3 separate regions of the Mus musculus genome follow, and all the other regions are linked to region 2. A link is a contact called in public HiChIP or PLAC-seq data. All regions are on one chromosome and are shown on one strand. The core of a region is the stretch at or near the end of the contact, and the rest is flanking DNA. Distances in the headings are between cores, read along the strand shown.

Region 1 (3,866 bases), core at 199-2,698, 560 kb before region 2:
TAGACACAGGCAGCTCTGCCCAGACAGGTACACAGTAGACTAGACCATTGATGTATTGAATAAAAGTAAATATCACTAAAATATTTGAAAAGGTTTTTTTTGTATTCTTTATTGTTTATTTATTTAATGTTATTCTCAAAATTCCTTAGTGAAACTGTACCGGCATAGTGTTAAGCAGAATATACAAGAAAATACATGAACCATGAGACCACTGCCCTACAGGGATTACAATAATTTAGCTGAAGGAGAAGGAGCCATAAACATGGGGTAAATTAAACAGCTGCAGAATACAAATGCCAGATCAGCCATCTAATTAAAGGCAGAGGGCAGTGTGTTTTATTGCCAAAAGAACAGGACAGGTAGCCTTAGAAGAATTCAAGAGGGCATGATGTCACTTCAATCTGAACAATTTTGGGAGGAAGAATTGGCGCCTGGAATTAGTGAAGGCTGGGAATGGCAGCTCCAGACACAGCTGGGTGTCAAGGAGTATGTGACACTGGGAAATGAAAGTGTATGCGCAGATACAAGTGATAGGAACCGCAACCACTGATAACTCATTCTCTGAATGTTAAATAGATGCTACACCCTTTGCTGCTTCATGGAGGTTGTATTTTATTTTCACAGCAGGCTAGCAGAGATATTTTACTACATGTGTACACGTTTGTACTAAGTGGCCCATCTGTATAACAGTAGTAATCTCAAGCCACCAAATGGATGGATGAGCCCTTTCTTCCTCTTTGCAAGGGAGCATGTTCACACCAAGAGAGGGAATGGTGCTTATGGCTGTATCTGGTGTGCAATGATATCTAATTCATACAATTCCCTGCTTCCATTTTCTCTGCTGACAAGTCAAATACAAAACAGTTTCTAAGTTAACCTCCCAGAAGCCAGCCAGAGTCAGTCCTTGTATTCCTCAGCTGCTGGGTACAGTAAACCTCAGAAGATTCCTGTCTAGAGTGGCTTCCCAAACAAGATATCCTTCCAAGGGCACAGTGTGATATGCTTATAACTCCCTTTCTTGCCTCCCTCTCCATCAACATGCCAACATACCCTGTAAAATGTCCCCAGCTCGGCCTTCCAACAACAGCTTAGCAGGCAAACTAATTAATGGTCTGCCTGCCCATTCACAGCATAAATGTGCACTCCCAGTGGTGTAAAGGAATGGAGGAGAAGGGAGCAGAGGGGAAGACCTGGCCTTCTGGGACTTGACCCCCAAAGCTGTCTGAACTAAAGAGTCAAAGAATATCCAGGGGAAAAAATGGCAGGTTCTTTTGTAAGCCCCACTTCTAATCAGTGTGGTACAATTTCATAGCTCATTATTCCTGTGAGTGCCACAGCTACATTAAGAAGTGGGTGGGGGGTTGGGGACAGTGATGGGAGCCGGGAGGAGGGGCCTCCACACTAGAAAGAGTCATATGGAAGCAATTAGCAGAGCCTTCGTTCAAGAAAGCATTAAGGTGCTTGTAGCACCGAGGCTCAAGTGACCCCTAGGCTGAGGCCATAATTCACCAACACTTAATACCACTCCCCCTGCAGATGTGCATTTTATACAGAAATATCAGCTTACCACTTTGAAAAATTAACCTATTGAAGGCTGCCAGATTCGGACACCCTCGTGGGGGTATTATATATTGTCTGTACAGCTCTGGTTTATCCCCTCCATACCCCCCCCCCCAAAAAAAAACCCTTGATGCCTAGGTTAGTTGGCAAACAAAATGACTAAGACGGGTGGGAGTGAAAGAAAAAATGAAGAACCAAATAGAATGTCTGGGCTTTTAAAGGAGTAAACTCCTTTCTTCCATTCTCAAACTCAAAAAGCTCAGAAAAATGTGCATCTTTTCTACTGTAACATGCACTTGCTATCTGTTTAGGATTTCTAAATCAGAAGCTCACTCCAGGGCAATAAAGAATGGTGTGGGACATCAGTCTAAGGAGGGAGTGTGTTGTGTGCCTCAATGATAATTTGAGGGAATACTTCTCTGACCAGTAGGATTGCAGGAGGGAGTAAAAACTCATTTGTTTGAATGTTTCTTTGTGATGTTCTGAGACAATGCAATACCAATTTAAAAACATTATTGTGGCACCAAATGTTTACCCTTCCAATTAGTGCTGAGAAATATTAATACCCACTTTCAACGTTGACACAAACAGCCTGTGACAATGCTGAAGGGGAAACTAATAAAAGAAGCCTTACCCTAGCATAATGGAATAACACACACCAACAGCATTAACAATACAAATACATAAATGTCATTAAATTAACATTAATATGATTAATAATATAGCTAATATTAAAGGAGTTTTACATTAAAATGTAGAAGATTGGTAATTTGTAAGCTGTGTAAATATATGTTGCTATAACTGTGTTGTATAAAGAGGACAAATGAATAAGAATTGAAGTCCCACAATAGGAGACCTATTAAGAGCAACACCCATGTACAGAGTAATGAAATAAGCTCAGTAGAAATCAGAATATAGATCAAAGTTGGCACCTACACTGTAATCTCAACAGATAGGAGCTAACATCAGAGAGAATATGAATTCAAGACCAGCCTAGGCTACATAAGGGAGACTCGATCTCAAACAAAATGAAAAGGGGAAGGAAATAAGAGTGTAGAAAAGGTTTATAAACACAAAAAGGTCTTGGGCTAGATCCTAAATGATTAAAAATAGAAACAAGGTTTACAAATCACTTTGCTTCTGGACTCTGCAAAGCCCCTGTTTGTACACCCATAAACTAGCATGGGATTACTCCGTAGAGCTAGTACTGCTGTAGCCAACGAAAGAACCTGCAAGCCAAATTGTGGATTTGGGAGCTCTCTTCTTTCCATCAAGTCTCACTGTCCAAGCCTGATTGGCAGACGCTCTGTCCCAAAGGGCTTCAGCTTCACAGCTTATCTTGCCATTTTCCAATGCTCCCCAAACGTCTCTCCATTCCTGTCCTTTGCTTGGACATCATCCACTGATGGAGCAGGCTGGATCTGAATAAAAAGCCTAGCTTAATGACTTTGGGAAGCTACTTTTTCTAAAATCTTTATCCCCTTCCCGTTTTAGTTTTTTTATTTTTAAACAGCATCTGTGTAATAAGGTTGCTGTGTGCATTAAGGCAGACAATATGCTTAATGACTTAATGAAAACCAGTTTATATTAATTCTCTGTAATTCACGTCTAAATGCTAGGCTAATGTCTACTTTTTTCCATATTAAGAGATAATACCCCATTGCTTCCAGATGGCAAGAAGCTATCATATGCTTTGTGAAAAATACCTTCATAAGTAGAGATTCTGCTTCTCCGATTGTACATAAGCTAATGGATAATCCAAAGGAGGAGGAGTTCATAACCTTGGAAATTTTTGTTACACTATCTTCCTTCCACTAGTAGTGTCTTCAGAGTATATAAATAGTGACAAATGGACCACAAGCTAACTGCCCTCTAGCTATTTCTGGTTATGTCAGCAAGCCATATTCAGTTGGGGTTCAATAAGTCAGCAAATTCAACAGAAGGGCTGCCAGGCCCTGCACAGGACAAATAAAAAAAAAAACAGCAGACCAGCAACAGCCTTGATAGTCAAAGGCAAGAAACTCAAGCCAGAGCCCCCTGTTTTGATGCTAGGCAGCTTACAGTAGGCCTATGTTTCCAGGGGACTTTTAAAGAGTAATGACAACCATGATATGCACATTCCCAGTGGGAAAACTGGAGGCTGGGCTGAGAAGAAGCCATAGCTGAAGTATAGAGTTGTTGGAAAGTCTATTGATGCAGGGCTGTAGTTAACAGGGTTGTGTTGGATGCTGAGACAGTGGTGACTCCATCTCAGCACTCTTACAAGATACTTTTAAAAAGCAACTGGGGAAGTGGAGGGGTAGGCC
Region 2 (3,614 bases), core at 914-3,413:
CGTGACTGTCGTTTGCCAGATCAGCAGAAGCCGAAAGGAAAACCTGGTGATTGTCTGCCACTTGGCCCTTGGGGCAGGGCGGGGCGGGGCGGGGGGCGTGGTGATTAAATGTGGATTGGCTATTTTGTGGCCTTTGTAACTGTCCAGTGCCTGGAAGGAGACCCTCTGCGGGGAGACGTAAACACTCCTTTCGGACAGAAAGAGGCTCAGTATAGCCTGGGTGCACCCTCCTGAAAGCTACGTTGTCGTTTGAATGTCTGGGCTGAAAAGGAAACAATTTGGGGTTTGAAAGGATGTAATTCATTCTTCTTTCCCTTTAACCTCTTTCCTCTCTGGAAAGCATGTGGAAACGCTGAAGGGAAGAGCAAGAGGGCGGGCAGCCCGGCCGCAGGCAGGAAAGGGTTAAGCCTGATTTCTTTTAATTGAACTCCAGAACTGGTGGCCCCAGGCAAAGGGGGGGGACTGACCCCGCTAGCGGTAACCAGATGTGGCGGTCCCAGGGGAGCCCCGGAGCAGACCCCTGGATTGAGAAGCAGACAGGAGGAGGGGGAGTGGGCCCGGCCCCCACCCCACCCCCCACAGTAAACCGAGTCTCAATTGCTGGCAGGCTGCACCGCCACTCCAGGTCTGGTCACGTTCAGACCCGTGTCTGTATTCGAACCCCAAATTGGAGCTGAATTGATGAGACTAATTTGGAGAGGGGGAAGGGGGGAGGGAGGGAGGCGAGCGAGCGAGCGCAATTGCTCCTGAAGAAATAAAGAATTAATAAGTCACCTTCTTGCCGCCGTGGACACCCTCTTGATTTTTTTTTCCTTTCCAATTTATTCGGATCTGCTCTGGAATTTTTCCCCTCTTTTCCCGGGAGGACTCTTAAATAATAGTGAGAAAGTCCACAGCGTGGTCTGAAGAGCGTGGAAAAAGGTAACCTGTTTTCAAAGTCTGGGAGATGGGAGTCAGGCCGCCAGCGCCGATACCCCAGAGAAGCCTTAACAAGAGAGCTCCTGGGTCCAGCAGGGGAGGCGCGGGGGATAGCAGAAAGAACCGAGCCGGTAAAGCGGGCCACGCCGCTGGTTGGGAATGACAGTCCCTAGCTTGGACCCTTAGACTGCCCGTTCTCATCCAAGGTGGGGTCTCTGCTGAGCCGCGGCTCGCCGCGCTCCTGGGTCCTGCTGCGTAGTGTGGAGGGCAAGCTCGCCCTGGTGTCAGTTCCTTGGGGGCTGCGATGGTATTGAAGAACTTGGGCCGTCGGGTCCTGATAGGTGAGAGAATTTAACTCAAAAAGCCTAGGTTGTGGCTGGTCTACCTCCTTAGCGGGCTGTGGAGCCCGGAGTCGAGGCGCGCCAAAGCATGGGCATCTCTCTGCTAACAAAGCTTGAGGTATTGAGCCCTTGACAGGTCAGGTCCGCGGGACCCAGAATTCGCTTTGAGCCTATCCGGAGACCAGCGCTTAGATGCAAAAACTCTCTTCGGCTCCTCTCTTTCTTTCTTTCTTTCTTTCTTTCTTTCTTTCTTTCTTTCTTTCTTTCTTTCTTTCTTCCTTCCTTCCTTCCTTCCTTCCTTCCTTCCTTCCTTCCTTCCTTCCTTTTTAAAAATAGTAGGTTTGCCTTGATCTGCATCCGAATCTCCCCTGGCGGTCAGCATCGCCAGGTTATCCCCTGTTCTAACAAACTCTTCCGCCGTCTTCCTCCCATCCCCAAAAAAGTTTGACTCCGGCTGGAAAAAGCATTAATGAATGTATCTGTGGGAAGAAACGGAAAGTGAATGAGTCAGGAGGGCCACCTTCGGCCAAAGGCCCAAGGGAAAGGAAAGAGGCCAGAGGCGTTTGGCTTTGGATTTGGGGGGAAGGTGATGGGGGAGTTGCAGACTTCAGGAATCAGGGAGCGGATACTGGGCGTGGACCCCGTCATTGTTCCTGGCCAGCTCTTATCTCCCAGGAGCAAGTATCCTGTGTGCGCAGTGCATGAATGTAACTGGGCATCCCGCGTATATTTATATAGCGAGTGATGCGAAAAGCAGGGCGAGGAGAGGACGAGGGGGTGTGGGGGAGGGAAGACAAGAGAGAGCAGAGAGTGGAGAGGGCGAGATGAGAGAGAGAGAGAGAGAGAGAGAGAGAGAGAGAGAGAGAGAGAGAGAGAGAGAGATAGGACTTCCTCCCCGATCGCAAAGTGAAGTCACTTCCCAAAATTAGCTGAAAAAAAGTTTCATCCGGTTAACTGTCTCTTTTTCGATCCGCTACAACAACAAACGTGCACAGGGGAGCGAGGGCAGGGCGCTCGCAGGGGGCACTCAGAGAGGGCCCAGGGCGCCAAAGAGGCCGCGCCGGGCTAATCTGAAGGGGCTACGAGGTCAGGCTGTAACCGGGTCAATGTGTGGAATATTGGGGGGCTCGGCTGCAGACTTGGCCAAATGGACGGGACTATTAAGGTAAGCGGCTGGGCAGTGGGCGCGGGGAGAGGGCCGACCGGGGCGGCGGGAGGGCTGGGCGCCGGGGTCCCGGAAGACGTGGCCGCTCTCCCTTCCTTCCGCGCCCCGGCTTCGCGCGGTCTCCTCCGGGTGGCGAGTCCCCCATTCCGAGGAGGCCGGCCAGCCTTCCCGCCCAGGGCGATCTACCCCTCACTCCTTGCGCCACTGTGGAATCCCGCAGGCTCCCACTGTGCCGCCCGAAGGGGCTGCGAGACCCGGCAGCTGAAACCTGGGGACCCGGGGCGCGGAGCAGAGTCTCGGGCGGGAGATCGCCGGGTCGGTTCCCACCCGGCACCCAGACGACCTGGCCCCGGCGCCAGGCACTAGTCTGGCGGCCAGCTTCCTCACGCCAGAGGCCGAGATCTGCGCGGGCAGGAGCAGCGTTCGCCTCTGGCTGGGGTCCCCCGACCCTCCGAGCGAGTTGGAGGAGTAGTTGCGGGAGGGCAAGGGGTGCAAGGGAGGGTGTCTGAGGATCCGGCTGAGCCGGCGGGTCCAGATGGAAGACCCTGTTTACTTGTCAGCCAGACCGGTTTCTCTTCCCCCCTTCTCACTGCTGCTGCCCGGCAGTTGCGGACGCCGGCTGCCTGGAGCTAACGGGCCCGCCTCGCAGTTCCTCGGGTTAGGAATCTCCTTGCTCTCCGGCTCCTCAGTGCCTCAGATCCCGCACACTGTGCGTGCGCCTGCTTTAGAGCAAGGGATCCAGGAGCTGTCCTCTCAGTAAGAATTAAACTCCTTCAACAGCTGTCCCCCTGCGGTGGCTGGTTCAGAGTCTATGGCCTGGGGCTTGCCGATTGCACCCCCACCCCCACCCGCCACCCGCGCCGGCCCAGCTTGGGTCTAGGTTGCAAAGTGCAGACCAGCAGACCTGTGAGTCTGGGTTCCCTGTCACGCTTCAGAAAGGCCGAGTGCTCCCTCCGAAAGGGGGAAGTAGGGCCAGGAGCAGAGACGAGGGACACCCCCTAACGTGACTAGCCTAAGAGGACTTAGGAGAATGAATGAGAGCAGACGTTAGCTTCAAGGCTGCATATCAAGCAGGAATTGCTCTGGAAAAACTATCAGGCTGGTGAGGTGGGGACTGGCAGAGCCGCCATTCTCCAGAACCCAGAGGAATCCACTTCCCTCTCATGGCTTGATGAAGAGGAGGTGAAGGT
Region 3 (3,934 bases), core at 698-3,197, 530 kb before region 2:
GTTGAAGTATGAAATTCAAAAGTACATCTTAGGGGTATCTCTTTCAAGTCTCCATAGGTCATTACAGTGGTCTCCCAGGCTTGTGAATTACTAGTATTGATGGAGGCTAAATATGGATTTTTGATATATGCTGAAGTGTCAGCAGATGTGGGCTGTTTTTCCCATCCCTTCTCCCAGAAAGGAAAGTCCACAGCTCCTTTCTCCACAAGTGAAGTATCTTTATCCCCACTTTATATGACTGTCTATTAATGCAAAAAGAAATAGAAAATGAACATAGAGAAAAATCTGCTCTGGGTGAACCATTCAGCTGTCCAGATGTGCCCTTCAACATTCATGTAGGAAAACAGAAGTGTGTGTATTTGTGTTTATCAGATACCTTCTCTGGAATGAGTCTGCTATTATGTTTGTAGTTTTTGTAAATATGCCATGTAGCATAAAATACAATATTGAAACGCTTCCTTTGTAGGTTATGAATGCCCTCCATGCTCCTAATTCCAATTCACATACAATTTCTATGGTGTCTAGTATATACTTTTTCCTGTTAGCCTATTGGATAGCATATCCTTCAGACACACTTCCTTATGAGAACTCTTCGAGTTTGACATCTGCAGTTGGAACACCTGAAGCCTCAGTCTTGAGCCTCCTCCTCCTTTCAAACTATTCTTTCTTTCAAAATTACTGACTTTGCTTTTTATATGAAATTCCATCTTTATGATAAACTAATATTTCTCAGGTTGCCCCGTTTCAGTTCAGGGCATGGTATTTTCTATTACTTGAGAAAAATTATAGATCAACGTTATCATCTGCTTGCAACACACCACCAAACTTCACCTACTCTTGCTCTCTTGACATCTCTTTAAACCATCCATTGCATTTCCATTGTTGATATCCACATGCTGCCCACAACCACCACTCATTTAGATATCCAAGGTTTGCTTTGCTTCTATTCCGTGAAAGAAATATTTAAGGCTTAAGAGGAAATGGGAATCCTCTATTTTGTTTAACTTCTTTCTTGAGGTTTCCTTCTCATTCTATAAAACTTTCCCACTCCTCCTAGAGCAGCTACAGTGGCCTTCCTAATATTCCTGGAATTCAACAAGACCTTTTCTCTAATCTGTTGCTCACTTGGTGTAAAGTGCTGGTACCCATTTGAAGCTAATCTCTTCTCTATTGGAAGTCCCCAGAGAAGTCTCTGACTCAGAACATGGGTACCTCTCAGACCATGACACTTGTTGTGCATTCATATTTTCTTCACTATGACTACAAAGTTACAAAGTCCATATACAAACCATGGACTCCATAAAAAAATAAAACACTACTTGATTAACCACTGTAAAATCAATGAGAAACTGTGATCTACTAAGCTTTCAATGATTACATGCTCCGTGGATAAACTAATGCATTAATGTATGAATAACAACAAAGACAAAAACAACAACAAAACTAAAACACACACTCCATGTGTCTCCACCTTCCCACCCTCTTCCCCAGTGTACTTTATTTATCTTGAGATTTTGCTGAGATTTCTTCCCATCAGGAATATTTCTCCCAGGTCTAATTATACCTGAGATTACTTGGTTTCATCTGCAGCCCTGGCCAAGCCACTAGGTTTCCTTGCATGTTAATCAAGCCATCTGGAAAACAGGGCATGAAATTGTAAGTCCCTGACTAGAAGCAGATGCGGCAACTGAGCTGAGCTGTGTTTCCTTTTCAAGAACTAATTGCACACATGCTACAATATGGAGAAAAACATTATAAATCAATTAGGCTATCACAGCAACATTGTGCTCTGTAAATAGAGAGCTAGGCCTTGGCGCTGGGAGAGGAAGATAGGAACACCTGATTCTCCTTCAAATGCCCTTGGCTAATCACGGTTTTACATTTAGTTGTCGATCCCCTAATCCAGGTTACTAGGAAGGTCAGTTTACTGACATTTGTCAAGGGAGTTGATTTTTCAGAGTCAGAAGAGGGGCATTGCTGAAGGGGGAGGAGAGTGGTTAAAAGTATCATAAATGTCATACTTTTTTCAGTACCTGGAGTTAAGGCTAGTGGGCACTTTAGAACAAGGATGACAGAAACAAAGGGATGTGAGCCATGGAGTAGCCAGCTGCTTTGTCCTAAAGGCCTCCAAATGTCCAAGAGTTGAGGGACATTGAGGTGGGCATAACAGGAATTAGGCAAGCCTGGGTTTGAATTTGGGGCAGAGCAAGCTTAAGAGGAACATGTTGCAAAAGGCCCTTCCTGGTCTGCTTCTCTTCCTTTCTGCTTGCTTTGTGTTTGTGTTCATGGAACTTCGACTCTCACGTAGTGAGTATACACTTGAATGTACTGCTTAGGTTAAAGAGATCAAGGTTGGATTCCCAAGCCTAATCCAGTAGTCCAGAGAAGCAGGGGGCAAAAGGAAGGCTGAGACTTTATGGCTGGAGAGATGACTCAGTAGATTACTGCTCAAGCACAAGAATGTGGGTTCACATCCCTGATACTCACAGAAATGTTGGTTGTGTAATCCCAGCACACAAGAGGGGATCCAAGTTTAGGTAGATGTCCTAGGTAGAGCTGCTATTGCTGTATGAAACACCCTAACTAAAGCAACTTGGGAAGGAATGGGTTGGCTTGGCTCACACTTCCAAATCACTATTTATCATCCAAGGAAGTCAGGGCAGGAACTCCATCATGCAAGAAACTTGGAAGCAAGAGCTAATGGAGAGGCCATGGAGTGGTGCTTCTTATTGGCTTGCTTTCTCTGGTTTGCTCAGTCTCTTTTCTTATAGAACCCAGGACCATGAGTGGCAACAGCCACAGTAGACTGGTCCCCTCCCCATCAATCACTAATTAATAAAATGCTTGCCATGCTTGCCCACAGCTAGATGTTTTGGAGACATTTTTGAAATCAAAGTTCCCTCCAGTCAGATGACTCTAGCCTGTATCATGGTGAAGTAAAACCAGCCAGCACAACCGACTAGTTAATGGGCAAGCTCAGGCTCAGTTCAGAGACACTGCCTCAAAATACAAAGTGGAGATCAAGGGAAGGAGACACCCAACATCAGTCTTTGACTTCTATACATGTGCTACATATGTATGTGTACATGTTACATACATATGTACCCACACTCACACATGCCTGCATGCACACACACAAGAAAGAAAGGAAGGAAGGAAGGGAGGGAGAGAGGGAGGGAGGGAGGGAAGGAGGGAGGGAGGGAGGAAGGGAGGAAGGGAGGAAGGGAGGAAGGGAGGAAGGGAGGAAGGGAGGAAGGGAGGAAGGGAGGAAGGGAGGAAGGGAGGAAGGGAGGAAGGGAGGAAGGGAGGAAGGGAGGAAGGGCAAGACTTCTGCTAGAGAGGTTTTTTTTTTTTTAAAGAAATAGACTCAATATGGATCTTGAAGATGCCTGTAAAGACAACTGTTAACTGCTGAGTTAGTTTATAGGGCATAAACTGTTGGTGTGTACATGGCCAGCAGGATCAAAGCTATTCAAAGCTGCCTCAGGCATTTGGTAATAAGCTCTTCTCTATGTCATATTTGACTTTGCCTTATCAAACAGTTGACTCATCCCTGGCTATGCTTTAGAAACACATTAGAAGCTTCAAGAATTTAGCTGTGTCCCTGTGATCACTGTAGGTAGCTCCTAGGCATTGGTTCTTTTAAAGCCAACTCTAGAAAAGTCTATCACACAACTTCTTTTGGACTAGAGAACAACAAAAAAATCTCAAGCAGAAATGTATGCACATTTGTGCATTATATTACTATGTTCCTGCGTAATAAAGCACATCACCTTGGTTTGAAGGTCACATTTGTCCTCCATGAAGCTAAACAAGGTCAAAGAATAAGTAAAATTTAATCCAAGATTATTTTAATTATTCATCACCACATGCCAAGCATCTCCCTCTTCTTTAACTCAGCCTCTACCCTAGTGCCCAGTGTATAGACATTTCT

Evidence for each region. HiChIP or PLAC-seq counts read pairs in DNA pulled down with a chosen protein or histone mark.
Region 1: a contact with region 2 is called in an H3K4me3 HiChIP or PLAC-seq map of embryonic limb bud, with 7 times the contacts expected there. The contact joins the enhancer-like site here to the promoter of Fli1 in region 2. A contact is called at or near these places in 12 of 39 promoter capture datasets (the 3T3-L1 cell line, the C10 cell line, cranial neural crest and 7 more), 1 of 15 datasets of contacts at CTCF or cohesin (large pre-B cells), 1 of 484 Hi-C or Micro-C datasets (embryonic stem cells), 22 of 115 datasets of contacts at active chromatin or transcription factors (the SCID.adh cell line, T-cell acute lymphoblastic leukemia, bone marrow-derived macrophages and 15 more) and 2 of 9 other capture datasets (adipose tissue and liver).
Region 3: an H3K4me3 HiChIP or PLAC-seq map of embryonic limb bud shows a contact between it and region 2, with 4 times the contacts expected there. The contact joins the enhancer-like site here to the promoter of Fli1 in region 2. A contact is called at or near these places in 11 of 39 promoter capture datasets (the 3T3-L1 cell line, 3T3-L1-derived adipocytes, cranial neural crest and 6 more), 1 of 484 Hi-C or Micro-C datasets (regulatory T cells), 15 of 115 datasets of contacts at active chromatin or transcription factors (DN3 thymocytes, T-cell acute lymphoblastic leukemia, acute myeloid leukemia and 12 more) and 2 of 9 other capture datasets (adipose tissue and embryonic stem cells).

The regions. Positions count from the first base shown.
Region 1 is chr9:33,102,298-33,106,163 of GRCm38.p6, reverse strand. No RefSeq gene overlaps it. Among named protein-coding and RNA genes, the nearest start is that of Gm27166, 72 kb to the right of the region's middle. Within about 2 kb of position 1,448, at least 11 of the 459 cell types and tissues checked have an H3K27ac peak or open chromatin away from gene starts, as enhancers often do. A contact at or near this core is called in craniofacial prominence, embryonic limb bud and second pharyngeal arch cranial neural crest, where this site is marked.
Region 2 is chr9:32,540,001-32,543,614 of GRCm38.p6, reverse strand. It overlaps Fli1 (Friend leukemia integration 1), which reads left to right and starts at 2,163. Exons shown (of 9, transcript NM_008026.5): 1 at 2,163-2,424. The coding sequence starts at 2,407.
Region 3 is chr9:33,068,059-33,071,992 of GRCm38.p6, reverse strand. The region is part of intron 1 of Gm27166 (a long non-coding RNA gene); the gene reads right to left. Among named protein-coding and RNA genes, the nearest start is that of Gm27166, 38 kb to the right of the region's middle. Within about 2 kb of position 1,947, at least 1 of the 459 cell types and tissues checked has an H3K27ac peak or open chromatin away from gene starts, as enhancers often do.